Regions from separate parts of the Mus musculus genome. Here region 1 is linked to region 2. A link is a contact called in public promoter capture Hi-C data. All regions are on one chromosome and are shown on one strand. Each heading gives the region's core, a stretch centred on a gene start, on an enhancer-like site or on the middle of the called end of the contact. The rest is flanking DNA. Distances are from core to core; before and after follow the strand shown.

The links. Promoter capture Hi-C pulls out the DNA fragments that hold promoters and counts their contacts.
Region 1: a contact with region 2 is called in a promoter capture Hi-C map of the HPC-7 cell line. The contact joins the promoter of Tmem35b here to the promoter of Fhl3 in region 2. A contact is called at or near these places in 2 of 39 promoter capture datasets (the HPC-7 cell line and liver).

The regions. Positions count from the first base shown.
Region 1 is chr4:127,124,708-127,127,856 of GRCm38.p6, reverse strand. It overlaps Tmem35b (transmembrane protein 35B), which reads right to left and starts at 1,814. Exons shown (of 3, transcript NM_001099319.2): 1 at 1,664-1,814; 2 at 1-38. The coding sequence starts at 1,768.
Region 2 is chr4:124,699,406-124,702,387 of GRCm38.p6, reverse strand. It overlaps Fhl3 (four and a half LIM domains 3), which reads right to left and starts at 1,689. Exons shown (of 6, transcript NM_010213.3): 1 at 1,537-1,689.

The DNA.
Region 1 (3,149 bases), core at 565-3,064, 2.4 Mb before region 2:
AATGGAAACACCTCAGCAAACTGCTCGAACAAGGCTCTCTACGAGTGGTAGGGAACGCCTGTCAGTACTACTTATCAGAAAATGCAGTGCCTGAAGGCACCACCGAGACCTCCTCTGCCTATAACCGGCTCCCTTAACAAAACTGCTACAAGTAGTTTAAGAGCCCGGTAAGGAGGGGCTGACCTTGACCTATAGGGCTGGCTTTTGGAATTAGGAACAGACGTGCCCGTGTGAAAAAGGGCTTCAGGTGTAGTCGGTTTTATGTCCTAACCAGACCTCTCCATAGATGATAACCCAGCTCAAATCCCAGAAGAAGGGAGCAGGGCTTGGCTTTCCCATCTAGGGCCAGGGCCTAGGAAGGGCTACAGATTCTCTTTGTGCCAGGTCTAGTTTCTCTTCTCTCTGAATATCTGCAGGTGGGATGGATAGACTCCTTAGAGAATGACTGACACTTTCCATCTTCTATGCAGGTCCTGATTCTACTGTGGCAGACACAAGGAACAGCTGAGGGGGTGTAACACACCCTACTCAGACCCTTCCCTGGGCCTGCTCCACCCTCAGGACTGTTTCCTGTGGTCCAACAGCAGCCCTGCCTGTCCTACTCTGGCTTCCAAGGAGGGAGCTCCATACTGTCACCTACAGAGCTGCTCCAGAACCCCACAGCTGAATTGAAAGGGGGAAAAAAAGCACGGATTTTAAATTTACACTTTTATGCTGGGCTACAGTGACAGCTATCCTGGAGTGTATGTGGTCCAAGGGCCGCACATGAGACACACCTGCAGAGAGTTTAAGCTGTTTGGCTTTTACCATATCTATCCTAAAGAACCCACCATCTTAGGGAAGAAGAAAGAAGAAAAGAGGAGGAGGAGGGGAGGAGAGGAGGGGAAGAAGAAAGAGGAAAGGAAGAAGAAAAAAGGAGGAAGGGAGGAGAGGAGGAGGAGGAAAAGGAGAAGAAAATCGTAGTAGTACCCAGGCTTGGGAGGTGGCAACAGGGGTCTTCCACAGAGCCTGGCTTCTCTGAGGGTCTGGAAACTGCTGGTAGACCCTCTCGGGATAAGGAACTACAGTCAGTGACTTCTATGCTTCTGTCCCAGGCTGCGTGGGACACTGAGGAGTCTAGTTAGATTGGTCTACTTTGAGCCTTGCTTGAATAGCTGTGTAATGTTTTGGTAAATTACATTTTACCATCATGACTAGTTTCAAGCTTAAAAAAGATTTCTAAGGTAGGTAAGCCGTTAATCCCAGTAGTCTGGAGGTTGGGGTAGGTGGATCTCTGCAAGTTCGAGGCCAGCCACTACACTGAGTGAGCTCCGGGCCAGCCAGCCAGAGGGACACATTCAGAAGACCAGCTCAAACAAACAAACAAAAACCAAATAAAGTAAAATTCTGCCTCCCCAACCTGGAACAATGGGTTGGTGGATGTGGGGTGGAGAGGGGTGCTAGGTCACTTTTTCACTTTGTCTTCCTGGACCTCCTGAGTCCCATCACTTCTCCAACTCTAAATCGGCCTGGGGACAACATGCTCAGCCAGCAGTTAAGTCCCGTGCCCTCCCACCTGGAGAAGGTGTAGAAAATAGGAGGAAAGGCCCAGGCGGCCTCGAGCCCGAAGGCATGAAGCCCCCGGGAACCGAGCACACACTGTCCTTCCCCGGGTGCCGCTCACCATCTGTTGTGACACGGGGGCCGAGACCTGAAAGAGCTTGGCAGCCCCGGTGAGCGCGAAGAAGACGCCAAGCAGAACCCGCAACACGCCTACCCTGAACGACATAGCAGCGCCCGCCTTCCTGGACGACTCTTCCTCCCTACCGGAAGACTACAGTCGGTCCGGCCCGCCCACCCGGTTACGCCCAACTTTCAGCCCCGCCCACTGATGGCCACCTCCGCTAAGACCCGCCCACTGAGGCCTTTCCTTACAGGCTGTACTCATTGTGGAGGGTGCGGAGTATCGGGTGTGTGTCCACGCGATCTGGCCTTCAAACCCACCCGTGCTAGAGGAATCTGACACCACCCAACTCCCTGAGTGTCTCTGGGTCTGCAGCTGTATGGAAGTTGCACAATGGCCTTCAGAAAGTTACTAGAAAATCAGTGAACCCTACAATTAATGAGCAATAAAGCAGTAACTGTAAGTTTTTCTGGTCCACCTATGCCTAAAATACCTGCCCCTCCCATTGCTCAACCAAAAGAAAAATGAGAAAGATATTTAAAGAATCCCTTACTTGGTTGCACTGGCAAACAGAGGACCAATTTTTTCCGGTTGTCGAGTTTTTTAACACACACCCATAAGGAAAATAATAACATTCTAGAAATGATTAAGCAATGTTCAAGGAATTTTCACAACAATTGAAAATTATATAAAACTAACACCTCGGGGTACAAGGGTGAAAGTGTTGACCTGCATCCATTTGTATACCATCTATGGCTGAGCCACTGAATACTATCTGACCTTTCATGAAAGCTGGCTACTGCCACGCATGATGTGCCTGTAATTCCCCAACTAGTGAGGATAAGGCCTGAGGACTGCCCAGAGTTGAATGAACTTCACAGCAAGAACTAGGCTAGTGAGGACTATATCGCAAAGGCCAGTCTCAAAATAAAATAAAATAAAATAATTCCCAAGCCCTGGTCTATGGGTCCAAAAGAAGCCCTATGGTCTCAAACCCTCCCACTGTTCATGCTTACTGGCCACGTACTTGGATCTGCTTCCATCTACATAACTCTCGGAGGGCTGGCGATATGGCTGGTGACTAAAACTGCTCATGTTTTTAAAGTGCACATGCCTACTTGGTCATGCAGGAAGGTACTGGTTGCTGGCCTAACTTAACTCTGTTTTGTCACTTTTTTTCCCCTGAGTCACTTTCTCCTGTGATAGATAACCTTGGAAAGACAAAACTCACCCAAAAGCATAATGACAGTGAAGAAGCAAAGCCAGCTCCAAGCAGCAGCGAGTCTGGCAGAGCAGACCAGGCCTTAAATGGGGCAAATGCCACAGTGATGAGGCTAAAACCAAACTGCTCCCTAAAGTGGGAACCATTTGCAAAACTAGAACTGAAAGAACCATCAATCAGACGACTGTCCTTACCAAGAAGTCCGACTGTCAGGCGCCCAACCCTCCACTGTTCCCTTTTCCTGTGATATTTCAGAGTCCCAGT
Region 2 (2,982 bases), core at 440-2,939:
CTTGCTAGATTCCTTGTCATCTACAAAATACACACCCCACGACCACTGCATCTCAGCTTACGAAAAGGAAGGACAGAGTATAGGTCCCCTTTAGAGCTCAGTACAAGATACCAGGGGCAGGCTAGGGGCATGGCCAAGGCTGTTCAGCAATTGGAGCAGAAGTGTCCTATCCATCAGAGGGGAACTCTGCCTAGAAATGCTTTGGTAGTGGTGGAAGGGGCAGTCATCCTTTGGGGGGGAGGGAGGGCGAACAGGAGATACACTAGAGCTGGCTGTCTTCCCCGGCTGCCAGCCTGCCATTGGAAGACACCCAGAAGTCTTTCCAATTACCCATGCCAACTGCTCAACCCTTTAGTATATCCCCCTTCCCCGCCTCCCGCAACCCCCCCCCCCCGCCCATCCCAAGTCCAGGAGGACCCTGGCCAGACCCCACAGCTGTAACTCAGAGAAGACCCCTCCCCCTTGACAAGAGACTTAGGGGAGAAATTAGAGCCCCCCCCCAACCAGGCACCAATCCCAAACTCTCCACTGCCCCTCTTCCCCACAGGGCCTGGAAGTCAAAGCAGTTTAGGGCGAAGGGAGCAGATCCTGCAGCTGCTCCGAGAACAGGAGAGGGACATTTCATTCACCCCAGAGTCCCCTAGGGCTGAAGCAGAGCGTCCAAGATTTGAGTTTAAAAATAAGTTGGCGCTGTCTTAGTGGCTGTGTGTGTATGGGGCTCTCTCTCTCTCTTCAGCTCAGCTTTACAGCCTCAGGTCCTCTGCCTCCTGGGGGATGGGCTGGCTAAGAGTCAATTTCCCCCTAGCCTTGCCTCCACCCTTTCAAGCCTGGGGCAGCTGTCAGTGAACACACTAGGTGTCTCTCCTCAGCGAACTCTAGCCTCCACTCCGTACCTCTCAGTACCCTTGAGCTTAGTCAGTACCCGTCTTTGTGTTTGGGTGAAGGTGTTCCTGTATCTCTGGAGCTGTGTCCCAGTAGGGCCTCCACTCTGGGGATCTCTATCCCTGTTCATATCCAAGTCTTGGTCTCTCTCGACGTCTCTATGTCTCTGACCTGAGAGTCTCTTTAGGCCTCCGGGAGGCAGATTTAGCGCTAGTCTAACAAGCTCCAGCCTCGGGGCCCTCCAAGGCCCTGGGAAGGGTGCTAGCAATGAGTTCCCTGGGGCCATACATTTGCTTCTTAAAATGCTCCCCAGAACCCGGGTCCCCGCCGTGCCTCGAGAAGTTCATCCGGCCATTCTCTGCCCTCGTTGGAGTGGTCCCGGTAGCCTCCTGGGGCGCGCGTCCTTGTCTGTTCTACCAGGCTCCCTAAGAGCCTCAGTTTCTCCAACCCTGCTGATCTCTGTAGCTTTTCTAGTTCAAACTTGGTCCCCACCCCTTGCAACTCTGGCGGTCCCCGCCCGGCCGGGAGGCGCGGAGCGGTGGGGTCCGTGCAGGCGCGTGGGGTCCCGAATTCGGGATGCCCCAGCAGAAGACAGGGGTGAGGGGCCCAGAGAGCGACCCTGGTCCGAGCGCAGCTGGGGCGGGGGACTCTCACCTCGAAGCGGGCGCGGGAGCTGGGCGCGCGCGGCGTGGGTGGGGCGGGAGCCGATCGCCCGGCGGCTCCTACCTGTGGGCCAGGCGGAGGGGGGCCGAGAGAGCAGCGGCGAGGTAGCCGGCTGCGACTGACTGTGTGGGCGAGTGGGCGCGCGGCCCTAAGCCTCCGAGGAAGTGCTCGGGCCCGCCCCGCCCGGACCCCGCCCCCGGGCCCCCAACCCGCCCGCAAGGGCCAGACCCCGCCCCCTCCTGCCTGCGGCGAGCCCAGCCCAGTCGAACCTGGTGCTCTGACCTCCTCGACCACTCCTTGCTCGCCCCCTGCAGCTTAACCCGCCTCCTGCGCCCTTCGGACCCCGGGGGACGGCTGGAAGCGATCTCAGGCCAGGGGTGCAGAGCTCCTAGGACTAGCTAGAGTCCATCTGGAGACCAGACCTCCCTTCCTCTTTTCCCTCTAGCTCATCCCCAGATGTTACACTAAACCTTAGCTTGGGAAGGAGGCCTTAATCCAGCCGGCTGGAGGCGTGGTTTTGATTCTGCCTTACCAGCGGAGATCAAGGTTTTTTTTTTTTTTCTAGAAACTTGGGCTAAAGAGAGCGAGCCTTTATCCTCCTCAATTTCAAAGGGCTTTATTCTATAAGCGACTGGCGAAAGCACAGGCAACAACCTCCCCATCCTCAACTGTGCCCTGGCACTGAGGTTTCTATAGTGCCCAGGAATAGTTTTGACCTTTGAGGCTCAGGGAGACCCTAATCCTCGGCCTCCCTGGCTTTGGGTTTCTCGAGAGGGTGTGTGAACAGTGCGAGTGGTTGGTGCAGGCAGGGGTGGTTAAGAAGGGAGGGAACTTGTGCAGTTTTTGATCCTCCAGCTTCTACCCTATTCCGGGAAGGGAGGACTAGTGTCTGCCAGGGACACGAGGCCCATCCAGGTCCTTGAGGCCACCCCCCTTGGGATCCTCAGGCTTGTCACTAGGAATAAATAGCCTTGATCTGGAGGGCGGGGTGGGGGTGGGGGAGCTCTGTTGTGCTGTTTGCAAAACAAGAGACAACAAACTAACCCTGGTAATAACCTTTGCGTCTCGGGGATGATTCAGATGTCCAGAGAGGCCCCCCCTAATTCAAGGCTGCATCCAGCCTTGCTAGCATTTTGGGGATTAAGACCCTTCAAGGCTGGTGTGGCGCCTTCCCTTCTGTATCAGGGGTCTGGTTGCTAGGTCCTAAGACAGCCTCTAGGCCAGGTTTTCTTTCAGAGTTAAAGGATTGCTTAAATGTTGTTGATTCTTAAATTGCAAATGCCACGAGGGCAGAGGTTGGGTCGGTTTTTTTTTTTTTTTTTTTTCACTACTGCATTCCCAGTATCTACTCCAGTGTTTGACCTGCAGTAAATGAGGGATGAATGTCACACACTGCTTTCATTTGGACCCCCTGCCACTCCCTGCCAGGCACCTACT